Regions from separate parts of the Zea mays genome. Here region 2 is linked to region 1. Evidence: chromatin contacts called from public Hi-C data. All regions are on one chromosome and are shown on one strand. Each heading gives the region's core, a stretch centred on a gene start, on an enhancer-like site or on the middle of the called end of the contact. The rest is flanking DNA. Distances are from core to core; before and after follow the strand shown. Region 1 holds the start of LOC100277532. Region 2 holds the start of LOC100286375 (40S ribosomal protein S10).

Region 1 (3,053 bases), core at 217-2,716:
TGACCAAAATGTGCATAGATTTTGCGTAAATTTCAACCGTGTCAACTTGCTGGGCCTCTTGAATCGTCCGAGGAGACGTTCAAATCAATATACCCACTAGTACAATCCGCGTTTCTTAAATGCAAAGCTGATGGAGTGAGACGTTTCTTCTAATATTTTTTCCTCTGCAATTTTTCACATGTAGGTTTGCTATGAGCCTAGCATGAATTTAAGTGACTGAACTGAAACTGAATAATCAACTTGATAAATACCAATTGGGAGAACGACCTACTGACGTTGTTGTTGACCCAATGAAGCAGTGGTCACAAACCTGAGAAATGGGGAACAATCACAAAAGAAAGGAAGCTGCAAAAACCTGAGAAATGACTCCTATCAAAGATAGGCAACTGTGTGTTTGAGAAACTAAAATAAAACTCCGTTTATGTTTTACCAGCGTCGTAAAAACTGGTTAGTCAGACTACATAAAAAAAATGGCCCGTGTAGTTGACAGATGGGGTACCACTGTACCAGCGCTGCTGTCCTCACTACGGCGTCAGACATTAGCTAAGCAGTGGATAGCAGTATATTTAGAACTCCTGAAAACGACTGAAATGTTTGGTGTCGTTTCACCTGTTTGCGTTTCTTGCTCTGTCCTTGTATGGTTGTTGCTTCTGCAAGAGTTGTGTTGGAAGTTGCTCTTCTGGTTAAGTTGATTCAATGGAAAAGTGGAAATAGTGTTTGCAAAGCTTGTCGTGGGATAATAATAGCTCTATTATATTTGGCCCTGTGATGGCACTGTACGGGGGTATTTATAGGCACTCGAGTGACCACTCGTCCCTTGTCAAAAACGTTTATGCCCTCAAGTGTCCGGTTTGTCTCCAGAATATTCGCACGAGGGAGGTTACAGACAATCATTACAGTAAAGGCTATTACAAACGCGGGCCGTAATGCATTTATCCGCGCGGGGCCCGTTACAGTGGGCTGAAACTCGCATGGGCCACCCGTACGCGGTGAGAATGTGAGACTAGTAGACTTTGACTTGCAACGGAGAGTTCGAAGGGAGACCGCGTCGTTCTTCACCCATTCGACGCCTTCGTCTTGCTCTGGCGTGCTCTGTGGATATAGTCTTTGTTGGAGTGACAAGGCGACGAAGGCATCGAACGAAGGGTAGGATGTTCGTCTTCGCCCCCAATAAGCTACTGTATTGCTGGCCCAAAAGATTTATACGGCAAGCCTTCTAGACAATGTTTGCAAGGTGAAGAAGTTCAAGATCTGCATATGTGAGGCATTCCCCTTCCCCTGGTTCATACGTTTCTGCCAACGCCACGTGTCTGGCTTGCGCTTGCCGTCGTCACCGACTCCTGGAGCTGGAACATGCGGCCATTGATGTCCCGTGAAGCTCGCACGTCCCCACACTCATGTCCACCCCCTCCTCTCCTTCCTTTCCTTTGCTGTATATATACACACACTCCACCTCAATGCAGGGACGACATTGCCAAGGCTCCCCAAAGATAGCATAGCAGCAGCACTCACAATAGCAAAAACCACCATCCGTCGTCGCCAACCGTAGCAAGAACATCACCACCGCCCAGCAATAATGGCGCAGAGCATGAGGATTGTGGCGCTGGCCCTGGTGGCCCTGCTGGTGGTGGCGGCGGCGGCGCCCGTGGCCACCGCGTACGGCTGCTACGACGACTGCTACGAGCGCTGCGCCAACGGCAAGAAAGACCCCGCCTGCACCAAGATGTGCAACCAGGCGTGCGGCTCCACGGATCAGGGCGCCGGTGCCGCCGGCGCCGCGCCGGCTTGATCGCCCAGCGCATTCATCGCTTCAGCTCGATATAATCGCTGCTCCGTCAGCAACCCACATATGATTCGATCAATTTTCCTCCTCTAATTTCTCGACCCCGTCGAATTTTTTTCCTTTCTATTCTTCTACTATACTACTACTATCTGTTTGTCGCGTTGATTTCTTCTCATACATCGATCGAGGATCGACTCATCGTTTTGTAATTCCTGCAATTTGTAAGTGTAATGACCTATATGATTTAGTCTTCCTTTTAAACTGCTGTGTCGACCTTGTTTCATTTACAAGTGTAATGATGATGCCGCACCTCCAATCCCCCACCCGTATCTGGGGATCACAAGGATGCCGGCGGCGGCGGGGGGAACGGCACCTCCACGAGCCCTTCGAGCATCAGGATGACGCTCCTCATGTCGGGCCTCGCCTGGGGCTCCGCCTGCGCGCACCACACTGCCACCTTAACCGCCCGCTCCACCTCCGTGACGTCCACGGCATCGTCGCCGCCAACCACCCGCCACACCTCGCCGCGCACCAACCACTCGTGCGCGCACTCCATGAGCGTCCGCTCCTCGCCTGCCTCCTCCAGCTCCATGCTCCGCCGGCACGTCACGATTTCCAGCAGCACCACGCCGTAGCTGTACACGTCCGCCTTCACCGTCACGGGCCCGGCGCCGCGGTACCACTCGGGGGCCAGGTACCCGCGCGTGCCGCGCACCCCCGTGAACGTCCGCGTCTGCTCCGGCTGCAGCAGCTTGGCCAGCCCGAAGTCGGCGATCTTGGCCGTCCCCGACGCGTCCATCAGGATGTTCTGCGGCTTCACGTCGCAGTGGATCACCCGGCTGTCCAGCTCGTCATGGAGGTAGCGCAGCCCGCGTGCGACGTCCAGCGCGATGCCCATCCGCTCGTCCCACCCCGGCGGGCCCCCGCCGCCGCTGTTCTTGAACAGACGCTCCGCCAGCGACCCGTTGCTCATGTACTCGTACACCAGCAGCCGGTTGGCGCCCTCGTGACAGAACCCCAGCAGCCGGACCAGGTTCCGGTGGCTCGTCCGCCCGATGGCGCGCACCTCCCGCTGGAACTCCAACTCCCCCTCCTCCACCATTTTCTCCAGCCGCTTCACCGCGATCGCCTTCTCGCCGCCGCTGTAAAGCAGCGTGCCTCGGAACACCGTGCCGAACGCGCCGCGGCCCAGCGGCTCGCGGAAGCTCCACGTCGCGTGATCCAGCTCCTGGTAGCTGTACGACCTCAGGGGCGCCTCCTCGTCCAGCGC
Region 2 (3,053 bases), core at 256-2,755, 320 kb before region 1:
TCAAAAAGAATATCCCACCTGCTTACCAACAGCAAACCACACTACCATAACTTATAAAGGCAGTTTGGAGTTTACCAGCACAAAGACATGAACATGCATGGATATACCAAAGGGGCTCAAGCGGATTACTACACACAAACTTAAGTACTCCCTCGGTTCAAATTATAAGACACTTTGACATTTCTAAATGCATCCCTTTTATTATGTAACTAGACATACTGTATATCCAAGTGCGTAGCAAAAACCACGAATCTAGAAAAAAAACATCTAATAATTTGGAAGAGAGCGGGAGTAACAAAGCTGGACAAGTTGTGCAAAAAATAAGCTTGTTTTCTTGAAACGAACTGGACATTTGTGAGTTAAGAAACCAATGTAAACAAAAAAATATGTGAGATGCGCGCAGTTTTCTAGAACTTACCCTAAAAGATGGCTGGAAATCCGCAGGAGCACTACCCTTCTCACCACCAAAATCACCCATTGCACCTCGTGGACCTCCTCTGTAACCATCCCTATCCCCAAACCTAGGTCTGTCTTCCCCAAAGCGAGGGGGACCCCTGTCAAATAAACATAATAGGTAAGTAACCATGGCTTCATGGTGAAACTCTACTAGCAATCCAGGAATATGATATAATGTACAAAAGTAAATGTAGAAGCCTTATGGCAATTTCAAAATTAGATGCATACGAAACAAAATTTGTAGGCTCTGGAACAATTCACAATGACTGTCAAAATAGCAGGCAGCAATGACGAGTTCAATTATCATCATGTGAAAATCTGGTGTCAGAATACAGAACTGCAAACAACTCTAGTGTGACAAATGTACCTGGGGCGGTCACCCGGTGGGCCAGAGCCAAAGGGACGGGACGGGGGCTTGGAGGACTTCTTGAGGGTGTTGGGCACAACCTCTGACGGCAGGTTGAGGAAGCTGCGGAGGTGCTCAATGCCATCGTTGGTGAGGTACCAGTAGTAGTACTGCCAGGAGAAGGTCTCCCTGACATACTCCTTGGACTTGAAGCTCTGCATGAGCTTAATCACCTCCAGGTTGGGCACGTCAAGCTTGGGGTGCTTGGCCAGGTTGTAGTCCTTCTTGGCATATAGAACCCCCTCTGCAACATAAAGTTGAACGGTTCTCAATCTAAGACAAGGACGGGCTTGGGTCGTACACGATCCGAATATTGCTAATGCTTGTAATGTCTGAATTGGTATCTAAATCTAATGAAATAATCTTATATTGGGCGCGCCTAGGGGGACGGGCGAAGAGGGAGGAGAAGGAGCTCACCATGGAAGATGTACTTGCAGATCTCGCGGCGGTTCTTCTTGGAGATGATCTGCGAACGGAGGAAGGGATGGAAATCACGTTAGAAGAAGCATTGGTAATGAACCAACAGACGAGGTAATGGAATCGATGAGAGGCGCTCACCATGGTGAATGAAGGACTCGCGGCGGCGACGGCGTGACGGCTGGGAGTGTTGGGCGGGGGTCGAGGAGCGGTGGCGCGGACAGAAAACCCTACATTTGTGGCGAGTTGGTATATAGGGAGAGGCGGACCTGGGCCGCACGGGTCCCTCTCTTCGTTACAGGTTGAAGTCGGCCCATTTCCATAAGACGTAGTAGGAAGTAAGCTGGGCTAGGCATTGGGCCTGTGAAATGCGGGAGGACATTCTCATCGGAATTCAGATTCAGATGTCGCTAGGGTAGGAGATAGATTAGTACTTAGAGCGACTTTAAAAAAACCCTAAACTAACCCCAAAATTAATATTAGAGAAATATTCGCTTTTTAATTAGTCTAACAGATCTTTTTTTATCCCGAAAACTTCACGTCCCTTATTTACAGCCTCATTTCCCTCATATTTGCTCGTCCCTCGTGTGGACGCCATCGACACCCGTCCTGTGACGCTAGCTACGAGCCTACGACGAGTGCAGGGGCCGAATGAATGGAGGTAGCTGGATGGAGGGAGACAAGACAGCTACATTAGGTAGCCGGACATACACTAACTTTAAAAAATACAGAAACATATGTAATATATATATATATATATATATATATATATATATATATATATTCGTCTGAAATAGCAATGTTCATTTGTAGAATTCTCTTATAATAATTTCTTTTCATGATACCCCACTATTCTGTCTCGTATAAGGACTCAATGTCTTTGGATAGAACCACAATATTTCTTTTTATCATCGGACTCATCCGCGTCAGTTGTTTAATATTTTGCGGATTGCTGAAGTAACAGTTTCTTCCATCCCTAAAACTTTATTTTAGTATGTCCCTTGTGATCAGTTTTTTTTAAAAAAAAAATATCATTTCCTTTTGAAGTTGCTCTTACTGCTGCTTATATACTCGAGATGCATGGCTAGTCTAGTCGCATCGTACATGGGGCCTACACATCAACACATGTATGATGATGACAGGATGATTGGCAATGTTGTGATCGATGTGAAGACTGAAAAAAGAAAAAAAAAGATCAACTTTTGCTCCTGGTCAAGGAGCAAAGAGATGCAAAGTATGCAGACCACACAACAAGTAGTCGACAGTGACGGCGTTTAACTGAAACAGCCAGCGAGGCGTGTACGTGATCGATCGACGCAAAGAAAAGCTTTACTTTCTGGAGCTAGTCATGGGCCGCGGCCTAGTACTTGCAGCTTCAGTTTCTCCTCCACATCCGTCACCTCGCTCCGCGTCGCTTTCAGATAGGATAGGAGACAGTGCGTGCTACTTTGAACTCAGTTTGTGTCTGCATCAATCGATGACTGGATGGATGAGAACCAACTGTACGTCTAAATAGAGATGCAAACGGACCGTTCGGCCTAAGCCCGTTAAAGTCCGGCTCATTTTAAATTCGACCCACTGGGCACGGTTAGAAAAACGGATCAGATCAGGCCATTTAAACCTGCGGGCTCGTTTTTCTGTCCGAGTCCGGCCCGCAACGGGTCTAAACGGGCCGGACCGGTAAGCACGAAAAAAGCGGGCAAAAACGTGCTTAGCGGACCACTAAGCATGGTTTAGTGCAAAAAGCGAGCTTGACAGACTTAGAGTTAAACGG

The links. A called contact is a pair of places that touch in the nucleus more often than the background predicts.
Region 2: a Hi-C map of tassel shows a contact between it and region 1, with 2.9 times the contacts expected there. The contact joins the promoter of LOC100286375 here to the promoter of LOC100277532 in region 1. A contact is called at or near these places in 3 of 25 Hi-C or Micro-C datasets (ear, endosperm and tassel).

What each region holds. Positions count from the first base shown.
Region 1 is chr3:148,183,510-148,186,562 of Zm-B73-REFERENCE-NAM-5.0, reverse strand. LOC100277532 reads left to right here and starts at 1,466. Exons shown (of 1, transcript NM_001328677.3): 1 at 1,466-2,044. The coding sequence starts at 1,577. The coding sequence ends at 1,789. It overlaps LOC103650703 (G-type lectin S-receptor-like serine/threonine-protein kinase LECRK1), which reads right to left. Exons shown (of 1, transcript XM_008676271.4): 1 at 1,854-3,053. The coding sequence ends at 2,121.
Region 2 is chr3:148,501,282-148,504,334 of Zm-B73-REFERENCE-NAM-5.0, reverse strand. LOC100286375 (40S ribosomal protein S10) reads right to left here and starts at 1,505. Exons shown (of 5, transcript NM_001159262.2): 1 at 1,421-1,505; 2 at 1,280-1,328; 3 at 824-1,106; 4 at 419-554. The coding sequence starts at 1,423.